3 separate regions of the Mus musculus genome follow, and all the other regions are linked to region 2. Evidence: chromatin contacts called from public HiChIP or PLAC-seq data. All regions are on one chromosome and are shown on one strand. Each heading gives the region's core, a stretch centred on a gene start, on an enhancer-like site or on the middle of the called end of the contact. The rest is flanking DNA. Distances are from core to core; before and after follow the strand shown. Region 1 holds the start of Chaer1 (a long non-coding RNA gene). Region 2 holds the start of Rest (RE1-silencing transcription factor). Region 3 has its middle 14 kb from the start of Gm34598.

Region 1 (2,865 bases), core at 71-2,570, 130 kb after region 2:
CTGGGTCTCCCCGGATCTGAGACAAGTCACAAGGTAGTCAAACTTTCCTGGCGCTTCAGTGGGAACAGCATTTAGCTAATTCCTAGAAAAGAAAACACTGAACCAGTCCACATCTGCCGGTTAATCTAAGAGAACACGCTGGCTCCCGGTGCTTACTACCCCCCAGGGAGGAGACAAAACGGAGCTCGCTCATAAATTAATGTTTCTGCAAGCAAACTAAAATTTACTGCTGTTCTTCAGGGAGTTCTGCCTTCAAGTAATGCAGTGAGAAAGTCCTCCCTACCCCCCCCCAACATGCACTCACACACACACTCATATAGACACTCACATACACATATATACATTCACATACACTTACATGCTCACACAGTACATACACATTCACACACACATAACAGATACTCACATCCAGGTACACACACACACTCACATACACACACACATACACTCACATATTTACACACACTCACATACAGGAATGTGCACATAATCACACACACACATTCTCACACACTCATAAGCACATATGTAGACGCGCACACATGCACATACACGCCTTGACAAAGTACTCTTGCTTTACATTCAGCTCTTTTTTTCTATTCCCTCCCTCCCTCCCTCCCTCCCTTCTTCCTTCCACACATACTTTCTGAACCATTGCGCGTGTTGCATGATTTTTAGGTGACATTTCTGGAAACAGCAGTGAATAAATGAAATAATAAATTAGGCATGTTCATCCTTCTGGAAAAACAGTAAGTGACAGGACGCTGGTGAGGGCCACTATGATTTTAAGCAAATGGTCAGAAAAGGTCCAGTAAGTAGCTGAGGCTGGGTGCGATGGGGTGCGCCTATCATCCCAGCACTCAGAAGTCAGAGGCAGGGGGATGGAAAGTTGAGGCCAGCCTGGGCCACAATAGAAAGATTCAATATAAAAAAGAAAAAGGAAAGGAAAGGAAAGGAAAAGAAAGGAGAGGAAAAGAGTAACTACAATAAAACTGTGATGAAGTCAGCGAGAAAGAAAGCCTTGTAGAGATCTGAGGGCAAAGCTGGAAACCCGAACTACAAACTACAGGAGTTGGCAAAGACGACAAGCCGAGAGAGGTGGCAAAGAAGGCAAGCCGAGCCAGTCCTGCGGCTGGATCTCGTTCTTCTCTCAATATTTTATGTTTGTTGTCACAGAGAGTTGCATTAACGTTGATGCTACATTAAAGAGCTACTGTCTTGACTCCTGATCGGCACATTGACCACATTGATGTCACTTCCTCCTAGTGTGGCTGCAGTGGGGTGGAGCCAGGGGGAGGGACGAGGTGGGGTGGGGGTGGGGCTGCTAGGAAAGCACTGTGGAATTCAGAGTGAGGAGGGACTGGAGGGAGCTGGGTCTCCATTCTGCATTTACTGGTAAGCCCCTGGGGTGCTGTGTGTTTTCTGAAGCTACCACAGCAAGTCACCACAAGGCTGTGACTGACACAACGAAAGCTTGCTGTCATTCTGCAGACTAGTAGTCCAGCATGGCCTCAGGGGACAACATGAAGCCGTTGATATGACTGCATCTCTTACTAGAAGATTCTTAACCAATTCCAAAGTCATCTAGGATGACATTTCCTAATACAGTGTAGAAAAGTCTAATCTGAGAATGTGATGTCACTCACATTCTCCAGTGGCTTTATTAGAATTTCTGTATTAAAAAAACATAAGGAAAAACCTCTTGACTGTTAAGGGGGAACTTGAGGAGAACATCTCCGGGGATTACTAAATATGATGATTTGAAGACTTTCTCAAGATCTTCTCAGCAGGCTTTCAGAAGCTGGCTTCTACTTCTTTGTCTTGCTAGTGACATTTGGGGACAGTGCTTAGAGGACTCAGGTTGCCTTCCCCTTGCTGCTGGCTTCTGGCCCTCTTCCTTCATATCCAAGGTCAGCATATCGGTTTCTGCAATCCACTTTCCTCCTCCATGGCAGGTGAGGGGTGGGGTACGGATGCCACAGTGTGTGTGGAGGTCAGAGGACTGTAAAATTGTTTCACTCTGCCCACCTTTATATGGCTTCTGGGTATTGAAGTTGTGTCACCGGGCTTGTGAGTTGTCTCCCCAGCTCCATGGGAACTAGTACGATCAGAGTGGGCCACTTAAACAAACCAGGACAGCCTTAAGTTAAAACTGGCCTGCAAGCACCCCTTTAAAGGTCCTTTTTACTAGGGACTGTAACCTAGCCATGGCCTCCATGGATCAGGACTTAGGCATCTCCAGGGAACTGCTGTTCTGCCCACCACGAAGGATTTGAGCGTTGGCTGATTGCTTGCCCTCTACCTGGCAACTGTTCCCTCTGCTCAGGTGAAAGCAGCTAGAGGCAGTGGGTGGGACAGAGAGGACAGGAGAAGAAGCAGGGGACAAGTGAAGAGGCTCTAGCTACAATTCGGAGTGGAGGCTCCAGCCAAGGGAGGGGACAGCTATGCAGGACAGAGTCAGGCCGATGACACTGAGTCTCATGCATTAGCTCGACTAGGTTACAGTCTGCAGTTACTGAAACACTAGTCTGGGACTGCAGTGAAGATATTTTATGTGTGTGACTAAGAAGATAGATTAGTGGATGAATCACTTTTTGGTATAACATGAGTACAAACAGCCAGGCAGGTAAGATGGCTGTCTATACTACCAGCACTTGAGCAGCAGAGACGGGGTTCCCAGGACAAGCTGGCTAGCTAGCTGAGCCAGGAATGTCAAGCTCTGGGTTCAGTGAGAGACCTTACTTCAAATCAAGTCACATTCCTCCACATCAACTTTGGACTTTCATATGAAAGCCCACATAATGCAGGGACACCTGCACACACATCATGCTCACATGAAAGAAAACGTGCATATATGCACGCACA
Region 2 (3,187 bases), core at 29-2,528:
CAGCCACACTCCCAAGGAAATCTCCACGTCTCTCGGGCAGACTGTGCTAAGCACAGCCCGAGAGCAACGTGTTGCACCGAATTCCTATGTGCCGCTGCCACCAGCGCCGGCCTCGGCGGCGGCATTCCTAACTGAAATAGGCATTCGGCCATTTTCTCAAAATACCAAACACAAAGCAGCTCTTTGCAAACTTGGGCCCTCTTGCTTCCTCTCCGCCACCAACCCGCGGGCGGTGCCTGGGCTCGGACCTCACGCGCTGCCCACCACCCTAGAGGCGCCTCCCCGGCCGGCCGCGGCCCCGCAGCCCCCTCCCCCGCCGCCCGCCACTAGCCCGGCCGGGACTGGGCGGAAAAGTTACCTCGCTACCCGCGTCCGATCGGGCCTGTACCGGGGCTCCGCGGCGCCCTCCCGAGGCTGTCGGCCCCCGGTCGCTGCGAGGGGCCCCACGCGGGCCGCCACCGCCGCCCCCGTGGCCCGGAAGTTTGCGAACTTCGCTCCCCCGCTGCGCAGAGCCAGCGCGGGCCGCAGAAATCGCTGTCCAGCCTGCCGCCGGCGCCGCCCGTGCCCCGGGCTGAGTCAAGCGGGGCGGCCGCCTTCCGGCCCTGCTACGACTGGGGGGGAGGGGGCGGCGAGCCTGGGACGCCGGCGGGGCCGGGGGCGTTGGGCCCGAGGCGGAGGGAGGGCGGAGGGGGGAAGTTTCAGGACCGCGGTCACCAGCAGCGGCGCTCCGGCCTCCGTGGCCCCGGATCTCAGCGCCGTGCGGAAGGGCCTCCCCGTGCTCCGCTGGGGGCCGATGCCCACGCCGCTCCGCACCAGCCCCCGGCCCAGCCCGTGACTCGCTCCGTAACTCGATCCCGCCCCCGCCCGGCCGCCGCGCCGCCCGAGCCACAGTATCTGCAAATCAGCCCTGGACAGCGCCTCGCGCCGCTCCGCGCCTGCCCGCCGCCCTCCCCCGTCGCTCTCCTCGCTCCGCCGCGTCCTACCCTCTGAACTGTGCGCCCACGGTCCGCCACCCCCGCGTCGCCGCCGCTCCAACTCCTTTTCTTTGTTGCTGGACTTTCGGGGGAGGGGAGGGGAGGGAGAGCGGGGAAAAGTTGGGCGTCGAGGCCCTCGAGATCCCGGGGTGCGATCGCGGAGCGGGATCAGACCGCCGGCCCTGGTTCTGCCGTCGCTGCGGTCCCGGCCGCCCGGGTCTGGGGCCCGCGGCCTCGGCGGCGCTCCTCGGTCTTCTGCTGCTGCGCCGCGAGCTCGCGGGAGCCGCACATTCCAGCACAGGACGCTGCGCCGCGCACCCGGCCCGCGCCGTCGCCGCCCGCCCGCCCGCCGGACACGCCCCCTCGCCGTCCGCGCGCGCCCGCCGACACGCCCCCTTCCCCGCCCGCGCGCGTGGCCGCCGAGCGCGCCCCGCCCCTCGGTCCCGAGGCTCGAAGTGGACTCCTGGCCTGCCTGGGGGCGCGCCTCGGGGGAAACTTACCTAATCCGCCCGGCCCCCGACTCCCGCCTTAGGCTCATTAAAGGGGCGGAACCTACTCCCTGAGCTTCTTTCTTTTATAAACAAATAGCAGAAGTTAGCCCCAGCCTTACCCGGGCGTGCACGAGAATTGGGGTTGTTGGAGGAAAAAACGTGCAGGCATTGACCGCCCTCTTGAGAAGTATTGTCACTGGCCTCTTAAGTAAGGCTGAAGCCTCGAAAAATACTGTTCAGGCCTGGCGTGTGGGCTCTCGCCGTTAATCCCAACACTCAGAATGCTGTTGAGACTGGAGGATCAAGAGTTAAAGGCCGGAGTTCAAGATCAACCTGGGCTACTTAGGGACACTAGTGCAAGAAATTAAAAAACAATACAAAACCCGAAAATCGGCCCTGGCTGCACAAGTCTGTAATCCTACTTGAAAGGCGTGAGCACCAGGAGATCCAGGTCATTGACTTGACAAATTGGGGGGCCCGGGGGTGGGGGATTGCTCTTGTCTGCAATCAGACTCAGAATTCAGTAGACAGAGGCAGGAGGATTGCTGAGAGCTTAAAGCTTTAGTGTGCTATGTAAGAATTTTCAGGCCAGCCATAGCTACAAAGTGAGACCTTTCTCAATCAAAGAAACAAAATCTAAGTGCCTGCCTACACAGATCTTTATGCTTAACTGTAATTTTAAGCTTCATGAGGTCAAAATGCTTTCACATTGCAAACTCTTAACCAGGAGAAAATCAGTCCTTGTGGGGGTTGAGACAAAGCCAAGTCCAGTTCAGTACCTGACGTCTTATAATGGGGACAGGGAGTCTCAGGTCCTGTCCCTTCTCACCTGAAATGCTTTTTTAGCCTGCTTTTAATGTCTTCCTGGAAGTGGGCCTTGTAGCCTTTAATTTGTAGTTAGTGAACTACCAGCTAGAGTTTAAAGCTCTCGGCCGCCTTCAGGGCCCGGCATTTCCGGATCTAAATGTGTGAACCTCTCGTTGGCATTACTACAGAGGTAGCAGCAGGTGGGTGCTAAGAGGCTGGAAGCAGAGCTTCAGGTTTCTCTGACATTTTCCTTTACCTCTTTTCTGGCACGCTGTAGAACCCATCTTTCAAAAAAAAAAAACAAAACAAAACAAAACCCTACAATATATTACTAGTTGGTACAAAATTGAAGGCAAGGCGGAATGAAGGCCCTAAGGTACTTGACCACCAAAGATTTCAATGGCTGTTTTTTCTGGGACAGTCTCCCTACATAGTCTAGGCAGGCATCCAAATTGTGGTCTTTCCACCTCTGGAGTGTTGGTCTTACAGGTATAGGCCGCTGCGCACCAGAGTCTTTTCAGTGCAAGCTCCGTGCATTGAATCAGATTTGAAAAGAACTCTTAGAGGAATAAAATTGAGGAAGAGGGAAATGAAAAGCAAACGAAACAAGAACTCCTTCCCATTGAATTGGTGAAGAGAGAGACCAGGTTGGTGGCTTGGGTCAGTAATCCAGATACTTAGGGTTCAAGGCAAAAGGACTGCAGTTCAAAGTCATGTCCAGCTACATAGCTAGTCTGAGGCCAGGCTAAGGATACACAAGACTGGGGCTGGTGAGATGGCTCAGCGGTTAAGAGTACCGACTGCTCTTCCAAAGGTCCTAAATTCAAATCCCAGCAACCACGTGGTGGCTCACAACCATCTGTAACAAAAATCTGATGTCCTCTTCTGGAGTGTCTGAAGATAGCTACAGCGTAC
Region 3 (3,116 bases), core at 147-2,646, 92 kb after region 2:
CTCTTAGCCGTCTTCCTTACAGAAGTGTCACTTTTGTTGTTTTGGTCTGGAGTAACTCAGGGTTGCAGCAGTCATCAATAAATGATGCTGATGTCATAAAAAGAAATCCGAGCTAACTAGAGATGGATGGGGGATGGGGAACTAGCTTTATCTGCCTTGAGAGTGTCTGATGTTTGGTGACTAACGTAACAGAAGAAGTGGTATCTCTCTGAATATGCTGTCAGACTGCAGCATGCTCTCTGGCTGCAGCTGAAACAGTGTGACTCATTCAATGTAACTGCAGTTAGGGCAACAAGAATTGTTTCCACTCTGTCTTACATGTCATGAAGCCTACTGTCCCATAGTAGTTGGTCACAAACTATTTGTTCAGTGAATGTATGATTGAATGAATAGATACAAACCAACATCCTATCAGCTCGTGAACAGTGGGCATAAGAAGTTATGAAGACCATGATGAAGTCCCTGAGACTGGCAAGAAGAGTTTATTGAGAGAACACAATTTGCTAACTTTATTTTTCTTTCCTTTTTATTACTTGCTGTGATTTGAATCTACAATGTCCATATTTCAGTCAGGGTTCCTTAGAGGGACAGAGTGGATAGAATGGACACACACACACACACACATAAAGGAAATTTATTGGAGTGGTTTACAGGCGAAGGTCTGGCTAGTCCAACAGGGACTGTCTCCTGATTGAAAGGCCAAGAATCTGCTAGTTCTTCAGTCCATGAGGCTGGACGTCTCAGCTGGTCTTCAGTCTACACTGGAATCTTAAGTAATTCTAGTTTCAGCAAAGGGATGCCTCAGCAGCAGGACAGATGAACTTGCCAACAAGAGTGAGGGCAGGCAGGCAAAGAGCAGAAGCTCCCCTCTTTCATGTCCTTTTATGTGGGCTGTTACCAGAAGGTGTGGTCTAGATCTAAGGTGGGTTTTCTGGCCTCAAATGATCCAATCAAGAAAATCTTTCACAGGCCCGACCAGCTGCTGGGTTTTAGGTCGTTCCAGATATAGTCACGTTGACAACTAAGATTAGCCATCACAGTCCCTAACAAGATCATGCGTTTAATCAGTTGGGAAGGTTGTAGAATACTTAGGAGGTGGCATTCTGCTGGGGGAAGTGGGTCACTGGGGGTGAGGGAGCTTAGACCTTACAGCCTTAAAGGCCTCCTAGTAGAGACTTCTGTTTGCTTCCTGATGGCAGGTATACTGTGACCCACTGTCTTGTGTACTTCTGCTGACATCCCTTGTCCACCTGGCAGACTGTAAATGCTCAAACTGTGAGGCAAAATAAACTCTTCCTCCTTCAAGTTGCTACTAAGTCTCCGGTCACAGTGTAGCAGTGAGAACAGAAACTACATTGCTAATGTTTATTCATTATATTTGTCATGTCTGGTCACAGCGCAGCAGTGAGAACAGTAAGTAACTCCATTATGAAATGTACTCATATTCATTGCATGCAGTGATGAAGCCATGATGCCAAGAAGTTTCACGAGGACACCTTCAGTCCTGTATCTTTCTCCGTCTCCAGAGGGTCTCCTTCCTCTTCCCAAATAGCCCCCTTCCTACTTTCATCTCATTTACAAAGGAGTCTGCTTTCTGCATGGCTGTGAACTTTATGTCATGTCTTTGCTATTGCTCTTGGGTAATTAGGAATTGGCTATGATGTGCTTATTTGAATAAACGGAGATAAAATGCCGTCTTCTCCATCTACGTTTTGAGAGCACGTTTTAGGCATCACCCTCACACCCTTGTAACCCCTGTCCCTTTCAGTAAATGTTCCCTTTTGGCAGTGCTCAAGAGAACTGGCTCCTGCTGGAGCTGTACCTCATTATCATAGCTTGCTACATTAACATTTTATCCCGTATCTTTATTTCTACTTTATTTTGACTTAATTTTTTTTAGAGACAGGGTCTTACTATGTAGCCATTGCTGACCTGGAACTCACTATGTAGACCAGGCTGGCTTTAAACTCACAGTGATCTGCTAGCAGCTGTCTTTCAAGTGCTGGAATTAAAAATGCACACCTCTCCACTTAGCTAGCTTAATGCTTTCAAAGATTTTCTTCCTTCCTTCCTTCCTTCCTTCCTTCCTTCCTTCCTTCCTTCCTTTCTTTCTTTCTTTCTTTCTTTCTTTCTTTCTTTCTTTCTTTCTTTCTTTCATGCATATGGCTACATTGTAGCTGTACAGATGGTTGTGAGTCTTCATGTGGCTGCTGGGAATTGAATTTAGGACCTCTGCTTGCTCTGGACGGCCCTGTTCACTCTGGTCAACCCTGCATGCTCCCGCCCAAAGATTTATTATTATAAATAAGTACACTGTAGTCAACTTCAGACACACCAGAAGAGGGTGTCAGATCTCATTACAGATGGTCATGAGCCACCATGTGGAGCAGTCAGTGGTCTTACCCGCTGAGCTATCTCGCCAGCCTTAATGCTTTCAATTTCTATATCCGTGTGTTTTCTTTTGCTTTCTTCTTTAACACTACAGTTGTCTTGGTTTTGTCTTATTTTGAGGAACTAGGTCTTATGTATCTTAGACTGGTCTCAAACTCTTTATGTAGCCAAGTGAGGGAGATCTTGAACTCCTGATTCTCATGCCTCTACTTTCCACATTCTGGGATTCCATGGGTACACACACACACACACACACACACACACACACACACACACACACACACACACACACACACACACCCCCCACCACACACACACACACACACACACACACACACACACACACAACACACACACCACACACCCCCATACACACTCGCACTATACACACCACACACACACACACACACACACACACACACACACCTTGGAGTTAGAAATAGAAGGAAGTAAGATGGCTTTCCTTACATTTATTCCAGGGTTAATCTCTCCTGTAAAGACTTTAAGAATTATATCAATATATATCAATATAACAATATCTACATCTGCCTGTTTGTCGGTCTATCTATCAGGTGGGCCTGGAGCTCACTATGTAGCCCAACCTGGTGTAGTGGTGGCACAGATTTGAGGGCAGCCTATGCTACATAGTAGGACCCTATCTCCCCAACTGCTCTTTCCTCACAAAGGCTTTGAACTATTGAGGTTGCTAAAAGTTTTAAAAATGA

What was found. HiChIP or PLAC-seq counts read pairs in DNA pulled down with a chosen protein or histone mark.
Region 1: an H3K27ac HiChIP or PLAC-seq map of embryonic stem cells shows a contact between it and region 2, with 7 read pairs. The contact joins the promoter of Chaer1 here to the promoter of Rest in region 2. A contact is called at or near these places in 1 of 39 promoter capture datasets (embryonic stem cells) and 5 of 115 datasets of contacts at active chromatin or transcription factors (CD8 T cells, bone marrow-derived macrophages, effector CD8 T cells and 2 more).
Region 3: an H3K4me3 HiChIP or PLAC-seq map of the SCID.adh cell line shows a contact between it and region 2, with 16 read pairs. The contact joins the enhancer-like site here to the promoter of Rest in region 2. A contact is called at or near these places in 6 of 115 datasets of contacts at active chromatin or transcription factors (CD8 T cells, the SCID.adh cell line, bone marrow-derived macrophages and 1 more) and 1 of 9 other capture datasets (pancreatic islet).

Annotation. Positions count from the first base shown.
Region 1 is chr5:77,138,760-77,141,624 of GRCm38.p6, reverse strand. Chaer1 (a long non-coding RNA gene) reads left to right here and starts at 1,320. Exons shown (of 2, transcript XR_880410.2): 1 at 1,320-1,395.
Region 2 is chr5:77,263,585-77,266,771 of GRCm38.p6, reverse strand. Rest (RE1-silencing transcription factor) reads right to left here and starts at 1,278. Exons shown (of 4, transcript NM_011263.2): 1 at 984-1,278.
Region 3 is chr5:77,172,036-77,175,151 of GRCm38.p6, reverse strand. No RefSeq gene overlaps it. Among named protein-coding and RNA genes, the nearest start is that of Gm34598, 14 kb to the right of the region's middle. Within about 2 kb of position 1,396, at least 9 of the 459 cell types and tissues checked have an H3K27ac peak or open chromatin away from gene starts, as enhancers often do. A contact at or near this core is called in the SCID.adh cell line, where this site is marked.